Linked DNA regions of Mus musculus: region 1 is linked to region 2. Evidence: chromatin contacts called from public promoter capture Hi-C data. All regions are on one chromosome and are shown on one strand. Each heading gives the region's core, a stretch centred on a gene start, on an enhancer-like site or on the middle of the called end of the contact. The rest is flanking DNA. Distances are from core to core; before and after follow the strand shown.

What was found. Promoter capture Hi-C pulls out the DNA fragments that hold promoters and counts their contacts.
Region 1: a promoter capture Hi-C map of embryonic stem cells shows a contact between it and region 2, with 3 times the contacts expected there. The contact joins the promoter of Flt4 here to the promoter of Irgm1 in region 2. A contact is called at or near these places in 3 of 39 promoter capture datasets (embryonic stem cells, hippocampal neurons and stem cell-derived epiblast-like cells) and 1 of 115 datasets of contacts at active chromatin or transcription factors (large pre-B cells).

What each region holds. Positions count from the first base shown.
Region 1 is chr11:49,608,165-49,612,296 of GRCm38.p6, reverse strand. Flt4 (FMS-like tyrosine kinase 4) reads right to left here and starts at 2,618. Exons shown (of 30, transcript NM_008029.3): 1 at 2,470-2,618. The coding sequence starts at 2,527.
Region 2 is chr11:48,868,808-48,873,011 of GRCm38.p6, reverse strand. Irgm1 (immunity-related GTPase family M member 1) reads left to right here and starts at 1,592. Exons shown (of 3, transcript NM_008326.2): 1 at 1,592-1,918.

The DNA of each region.
Region 1 (4,132 bases), core at 1,369-3,868, 740 kb before region 2:
CTCTGACATGCTGGGAAGTTTGCCAGACTTTTCACCACACTGTTCCAGGCCTGGCTTTGATGAGGGATCAGGGCCCCTTTTGCTACACTGCTTCTGAGAGACACTTACATTTCAGTCCCCAGAGCTCTGAGCTAGGACTAGAAGGCCACAGAAACAGGTAGATCCCACTGTCTTGGACCTGGATTATACCTAAGAGCAGGAATATCAGAGAGATAGGCAGCCACGTTTGATGTAGACCATGGCAAGGCAGACCATCATTAGATGAAGCCAGCAGTCCCTCTGTGTCACCTGCTAGCTTCCCTCCAGACTAAAGTCCCGAGACAGAGTTTATTAAAGCTGTCATCTGCCCTTTTCTACAGGGATCCTGCTGGGTTATAGAACTAGATCAGGACACCAAGCCAAGCTCAAGTCCAAGGAGCCCCTCCCGCCCTGCCTGCCCCTGAACACACGCAGGACACTGGTGCTCAGTGGGGAAAGGAGACCTCAGGACCTTAAGGACTTTGGGGCACAGCTAAGACTAAAGTGTGAGTCTGTTGCCCTTGAGGGCTTCATTTAGGGTCCCCAGGCTTCACACAGGTCTCCTACTCCTGTTTGCCTTCTCTTAGGGATTTTTTTTTCTTTCTATACCCTACCACGGAGCTATTCACCCCATCTTCTGCACTTAGAGATTTGTTCCTGCCATAGCATCCCCCACCAGGCTGGGAGCTCCTGGATCGGTTTTCACCAGGAGTGAGTGGGACCAGGCACAGGGCTCAGGGAGGCTTGGTCTCTATTTACATTGGCAGCCCTGCTCCCTACATTCCCCACCCATGCTAGGCCACCCTATCAAACTATCTCCTCTCCTCTTCACAGCCCATGTGGTCATGGGTGCCTACTTCAGGGAGCACTCCCACCTTCCTTCATTTCTACGGACCTCTGCCTGCTGCTCCTTGCATCTCTGCAATGTACCTGTCTTCCTTTCAGACCGCTTACCCCAGGATTCTAGCAATGGGGAGGGGAAAGAATTTGTACAGCTTACATTCCAGCCAATGCAACCTCCCGGAGCCTCAGATACCTTTCTTGGCTGAATGTGGGAGGTCTCCTGGGCCCAGGGAAGTCTCATTCCTCATCCATCTTGCCCAGCTAGAGCCCTGTTTACTTCTTCCACACATTCACTCCCTTAACAAACATATCCTGAACACTGGCGAGAAGCGTTATCCAGGGTTGGGGCAGTGGAGCAAGAAACAGCCAAAGGGCCAGTCATCCTTCAGTGTCTACACAGATTCAATCACATCTCGCTCAGCTTCGCTGTCTGACCGTACAGGGTGCTACAGGGTGCGAGCTGAGAGCGAGGCTCCAATATCAAAACTTGCATTAATTAGTTCCCTTCCTGCCGGCTCCTGAGGAATTGGGAGGTTACACGTTCCCCACTTATGTAAAAAAGGGTTCATACTCTTGTGGGAATAAAAGATGAAACATTCAAAGTCAATTTCTACGGCATACAGACATACAGGTTTCTCTCTCCGAGGTCTTTCTGCACGTCTCCGTCAAGCATCAGGGGCTCTGTGATGACCCAGTCACCTTGGGTTTCCAGGGACAGCGGCTCCTGAGCGGATGCCGGGCTCATCCCCCGCCTAATCCCCAGTGCTTCCTTCCTGGCCCCTCCACACAGCTCCTCTGCTTCCAGAGACTCTTCAGCACCGCAGAGCCAAGCTCTCAACACAAACTTGAACCTTCCGTTCCCTGTTCCCAAGGCTCTCCTTGCAGCCTCTGCTTTATGATTCAAATCTTCTATCCTTTCTAATCCAGAGATCCCCTCAAATCCCTGGACGCCCTGGCCCTTCACCTCGACGTGGATCGGTCTGGAACTAGGGACTCAAGATTCGGCTTAGGTTTCAACTTGAATCTAGGATCATTTGCAAGGTTCCTACAGTGGGGTGCGGGGTGGAGTGTCCCAAGTCCTCAGTCCTAGCCCAGGAGAAGGTAGACGCCCGTCCGGAGCGCCCTCTGGGGGACCTCGGGTTACCGATCTTCAGTGCAGACGCAAGGCGTCGGGAAGTGCGCACCCAAGTGCGGGGTCGGGTGTGGATCAATGGGGAAATGATTCACGCTGGAGGATCGGGACCCAGAGGCAGTGAGCCCTGGACTTCCTGGGGACTGAGTAAGAACCCGAAGGATCCAGGGTAAGGATGCATTTCACTACGGACCGGACCGTAGACTTAAGACTGGGACCTGGTCATAGCTCCGCCACCCTGTTCGTGACCCGGCTGCAGTCCTCACCCATTCTTTCCTGCTCCCCGCGGTCCCGGTCCCTAGCCCCCGGCTCCCATGACTTCCCTGGTTCCAGCGGGCGTCCTCATACCTAGGTTCCCAAACTGCCCCGTCCCTCCGCCCGCCCCGTCGGTGCGGTCTCACCACAGGCCCCTGGTGCGCAGCGGGCTCCGGGTGGTTAAGCGGGAGCGGAGGTTGGGCTGTGGCCCGGGCGCTCACCTTGGAGGAGTCCGAGGCAGAGCCACAGGCGCAGGTTCAGCGCAGCGCCCGGCTGCATCTCCGGCCCCTGGGCGCGGGTGGGACCTGCGCGGCCGCAGCTCTAGGCTGGGAGTGAGAGCGCGCGCCGAGGCGCCGGCGGGGCGCGGACCGGTCAGCGGCCCGGGGGCGGAGCCGAGGCGGCCCGGGGCGGAGCTCCGGGGGAGGAGGGTCACCGTAGCCTCAGCCCGCCCCTCGCCCCTCTCTGTCCCTTCCAGCTTGCCCCAGGAGAATCCAGCCTGGGTAGGGAGAGCGCCCACTTTGCGTACGTTAAAGGCTCCCAGTTCCAAAGCAGCCATCAACAAGCACAAACTCCAGGGCCACTGCGGGTGGGCGAGGAGTGCAGGTGACTGCACTGTCCCCCGTGCGCGTTGTGGCGCCGGAGAATGAACAAAACCGCATAGTATCGTTTTCTGCATTTCCCTTCCATCCATAAGCAGAGCGGCAACGAATATAACGTTAAAACGGCTGTACATTAAATCTTAGCAAGCGCCCTGCAGAAGCCAGATCTCTCTATAGTGTGAAAGACAGGCTTTCGCTTTAGCTTCCCCACCAAATACTTTTGCTCTGAGCTCATTCTAAGTCTTTTTTATCAGGTGACACTTCACTTTCTGTTTTGGCAAACGCTCTCGCACAGACTTCCTTTTTCTTTGTGGTTCCTTTGCTAGAATTTTCCTATTTCAAAATATATCCCAAATGACAATGACGATTTCAACCTTTTTCTGCTCTTATGTACTGCGTTCCCACTGTTCCCACGATCCCCACCTACCAGCCCGGACTCATCCTTGCCAAAAGTCAAGGCCAGACTGTTGTTGATGATGACCTTTTAAATAGTCGCCAACTCTCTCAACCACAGAACAGGAATGAAACTCCTAGGTATGCGTGTCTTTAACATCTGTAGACAGCGCTAACTAGTTTTTCATTTTAGCTTGTACTGAAATCACATTATGGTGTTGTTAATTGGCTTTTCCCTAACTGCCACTGAGGCTAAGAATATTTATTTACTTATTTATTTATCTATTTATTTATATTTATCTTTAATTCACTTTGCATCCCTATAACAGTCCCCCTCCCCTCTTCCCAGTCCCATCTTCCAAATCCCTCCTCCCATTGTCTTCTCCCCTTCTTCTCAGAGAAGGGGGATTCCACCCCGCCCCCCATCTTGGCTACCACCCACCCTGGAACATCTAGTTCCAGCAGGACTAGGCACATTCTCTTCCACTGAGGCCCAACCAGGCAGTCCAGGTAGGGTGAAGGGGAATCCAACGGCAGGAAACAGAGACTTGAGACAGACCCTGTTCTACTTGTTAGGGGACCCACATGAAGACCAAGCCGCACATTTGCTACAGATGTGTAGGGGGAGCTCCTACATGCTCCCTAGTTGGTGGCCCAGGCTCTATGCGCTTCCATGTTCCTTGACTCTATGGGTCTTCTTGTGGCGTCCTTGACCCCTCTGACTTGCTCATTTCTATCTTCAGACTCTTCCATAAGACTCCCCAGGCTACACCTGATGTTTGGTTGTAGGTGTCTGCATCTGACTCCGCCGATGCTTGATGAAGCCTCTCAGGAGACAGTTATGTTAGGTTCCTGTTTGCAAGAGTAACAGTATCATTAATAGTGTCAGTGG
Region 2 (4,204 bases), core at 343-2,842:
CAAGGCCAGCCTGGTCTACACAGAGAGTAGGTTAGGGAAGCCAAAGATTCTCGGCCAGTGACATTTTTAAGGACAGACCGCCTGTGTTCTGATTATTGACTGTGTACACACAGCATCCTGCCCTGAGGAATCTTTACCTGACACCCAGTTATAACAAACCCTGCTGTGCCCAGCCTCAGTTCCTCCGCAGGAGCAAGAGCCTGAGAGAACTAACTCTGAGCTCAAGGGAGACCCTGGCCCTGGGGAAACACAAAGTGCTGAGTTGAAATGCTGGCTCACTGAGACAGAAGGTTCCAGAAACTCTCTTCCTGGCCTTCCTGTACTGTGCTCAGACCTGTTCCTGTTTGTTCTTATAGAAATCACATAAAGAAAGCAGGACATACAGATTGTCCAGTCTCTCAAAGACAGACATTGAAACTAGCCTGCTTTCTCCTCAGGCTTTGAGGAGAAGCTGAGGGCTTAGAGGAATCAAACAAGGACAGATCCTGGCTATCACTCAAGGCCTCCAGTTCATTAAACAACAGCTCACACTTGTTCCTCTTCTCAGCAACTCAGTCTTTTCCGGTAAGGAGAAAGAGAAAGCCACCAGCGCCGGTAGAGGATCACATTACTGGTCACTTGGAGGGGTGACAAAGGGCTCCTTGTGACCAGAGGATCACATTGCCCAAACCTCTGGGCAATACTGAGCCTGTAATGGGCAGAAGTAGAGTTTGGAACACTGGTTAGTGCCTGTGTGAGGAGCCGCCTCATTCCTCCTGGCCCAATCTGTCTCCCTCTCGCAGTGACTATGGAACAGGCTCAGCTCTGCCCCTCTTTGCTGTGCAGTAAGAACTCACCGGTAGGTACAGAAGAGCAGCAGAGAGAATAACAGCCGCCCGACACTCTGAAAGCTACTTGGCTCCTCTTCGCTGCCCCCTCTGTCACTGTGACCGTGGCCGGTTGCTTTAAAAAAAAAAAATTCTGTTTTTCTTCATGAAAACGTTACACAGGGGTCAGTGCTTCTATGCCATGGTCAAAGCGTCCAGCCCCTGCGTTTACTCTCTAATAATCTACCTCCTAGATCTGAGGAAAATGAAGTATGTCCCCTCTCAGCTCATACCCTCTTCCCTCTCAAACACTAACGAGGACAAGAACCCGATTCTCGACTCCCTGGTGCTCTGACATTCTCCTTTATATAGAGAGGTGTGATTAATCAAGTGAGCCGGCAAACGGGGTAAACGATCATACAGAACAAGGTCTCAGTGCAGCCTCCAAGCTCGGGGTGGCCTGAGGTTGCTGGGTCTGGAGGTTAGCATTGCCCAGGGCCAGCATCTCCACAGGTGGTATCCACGGAAAGAAGTAGCAGGTTCAGACACTGGAAGGTCTGACGCGGGGCTGGCTGTTAAAGTCCCTAAACAGACACAACTCCAACCCCAACGCCCCCACCCTCCACTTCCACCACCACCTCCAATCCCTCATCCCGACCCCTGTTGACGGTGAGTCAGCACAGCAGGGTTCTGCTCCTCTTTGAAGACTACTATGCAGCCCGCCCAGCCTAATCCTGAAAACTAGCCTGTTTCAAGAAATAGAAACCGAAACTGATTCTCAATTCGAGTCCGTCCCCCCCCCGCTCCCCCGCTGGGCCCAGGCAGGCATATCTCCGGTCTAGAAAGTGCAGGACAAAAAGCAAGGTCTGCTCGAAGACCAGAAGCTGAAAGAAAATCCACGCGATCAGACCTCCTCTTGGTTCGTCTCCTCTCAGAAGGACTCCAGACCTCTGCATCTCATCTCTCAACATCCGGGTCTATATTCCAGTTTTGGATCTCTACATAGGGAACTTCTGCCGGAGGACAGCAACGTTTTTGTCCTAGGAAGAAAGGGGTGACGTTCCAGGAAGGCCACTAACATCGAATCACACATAATAACTCCTCTGGATCAGGTAAGTAAAAGTCTCTTAAATGTAGCTTGGCCACCCCCAATCTAATATGAATCCCCCAATATAATATGAACGGTAAAACCGTGAAAACAGGTCATGTGACCTTGGGGTCTGGTTTCTTTTGCTCAGGCAGTGTCCACAGCAGAGCCTCACTTTGACTGTCTAGTACCACACAGCCCTGCTGTATCTTTGCTGTTCAGATATATCTAAACCACCAGCCTGGAGGCAAATGCGTACCTCACCTTATTTCTGGCCTTGTGGTTCTTCTAATGCTGGCTAAATTTGAAGGAGGGCAGAGCGTGCCAACCCATATTCTCTTGGAATTTAAGATAGCGTCTCTTCATAGCTCCACAAAATAAACGCCCAGGATTAGAATGGACCACAGGCAATATCTAGGATACATGAAAAAAATAGGGGGGGGGGGAGGTTTGTTTCTTATCTGGACTACCCATGGAATAGGAATCTCAGAGTAGGTTTTGAGTATAAGGTATCATAGTGACCTTTTTGTCTGACTCCATTAAAATGTTTTATTTGCATTGGAGAAAGTGTCTCTGTTTAAGGAACCACCTCCTTCACTAGTCTGTAAGTTTATAGTTAATGAGATGGGAGCTTTTCAAATACCATCTTCCCAGAGCATGTGGGTTCAGTACTGTCCCCATTCACCGTGAGCAAGTTTATCACACTTTCCAAAGATAAATAAATATCAGAGGGAATTGTGTGGTCCCTGCTACCTTTCATGCAGCTATGGGCAAGTGTGTGCGAGCATGCTCTCCGTTCTGTGTCGGTTGCGAGACTCGAAAGACATTTCCTCACGGGTCTCATCCTCTTTCCCAGATTGACAGCCACAAGGATCTATATTCTTCTTTGGGGATCTTCGCCCCTGTGCAGAGAGGTGAAATAGGAGTATAATCTGGTCATGATCCTCAAAAAAGGAAGTGGAGGGTCACTTGAATCCCAGAAAGAATTCTAAGGGCTCTTTGTAAATACTGGGTTGGAGTTCTGAGGCACGGTATCCCAAGGCTGTCCACACCAACATTCCTGTGTGGCTCCTGGAGGATCCTGCAGCTTCATACAGTTATCCATGCCCTTTCCCAGTCTGCTTGTAATGTATGGACTTCAGCAGCCCTCCTGAGAGTTACTGGCTCCTGCGTGCAGCTGTGACCTGCACCATCCCGGGTGTGCAGGCAGGTCCAGGGTCCAGCACCGGGTGCTCTCGGGTGTGCAGGCAGGTGGGAAGTCTCCATCTACAGTCACAGTTACATAAATAGTTCTGAGAAAGCATGGTTTGCTCTCATCTTCTACTCTGGTGAGTGGAACTCAGTTAAGTAAAACCAATACAGAACTAGACCCTGGCTAATGATAGGTGAGATGGAGGGGAGAGAATTGCCTTGAGGACAAGACACTACTGAATGTCACACAGCTTCTTGTCTGTGTACCCCGTCTCTGCACCCCATTACAGAATGTTTTCAACCCCTGAAGTTTGTCCAGCTTCATCCCCCTGGCTTCCAGCCAGCTTTGTCTCAGACTTTATCACCAGCCCACTCTGGTGCCTATACACCCAGCTCAGGGCCCCTTGACACTGAAGCAGGAAGTACAGCCCTGGATATTCCGTAGCTTGGCCAGTCTGACATGAGAACTGCTGGAGGGGGACCCTGAATGGCTTCTATAGTCAAAGGCTGGACAGGCTGGCAGCCCCTATGCAGATGTGATATGTGACGGCAACCTTTCCCATGTCCTCCCTCTCACTGAATTCTGGACATCTTTGTAGTTATTTGATAAAGCACCTTGGTCTGTTGATGAGTTTAACCCTAAACCAAGTTCTATAGAGTTGGAGAAGCTGGGGAGAGCTCCTTTATCAGTGTAGTTCAGTTATGTGGTGCTTATAAGAGAGGGCAGAAAAATTGGTCTCCAACATTATGAAATGTGTGTCCATATAAAGGGTAAGTGACAATTGGTGGCAGTGAGTAGATCAAGGTTTCCAAACAAAACCCCTCAGCATGCATCAAATCCTCTGTTTAGTAGGACTGTCTTCATCGTAAAGACAGAAACGTGGAGTCATATTGCAGGGATCAGCCTTTGGATTTCTTACATACTCTGTGTATAGTTCAGGACTTAGACACAGTATACACAGGTTCTTAGACACAGTGTTATAGCCCTGTAATCTCAGCACTAGGGAAACCAAGATAGGACGATCATAAGTTTCAGGTCAGCCTGGGCTACAAAGGAAGACCCTGGGGGAAAAAAAAAGACTATTTTTTCATATGTCCCTGTTTCTTTGCCCACAATCAA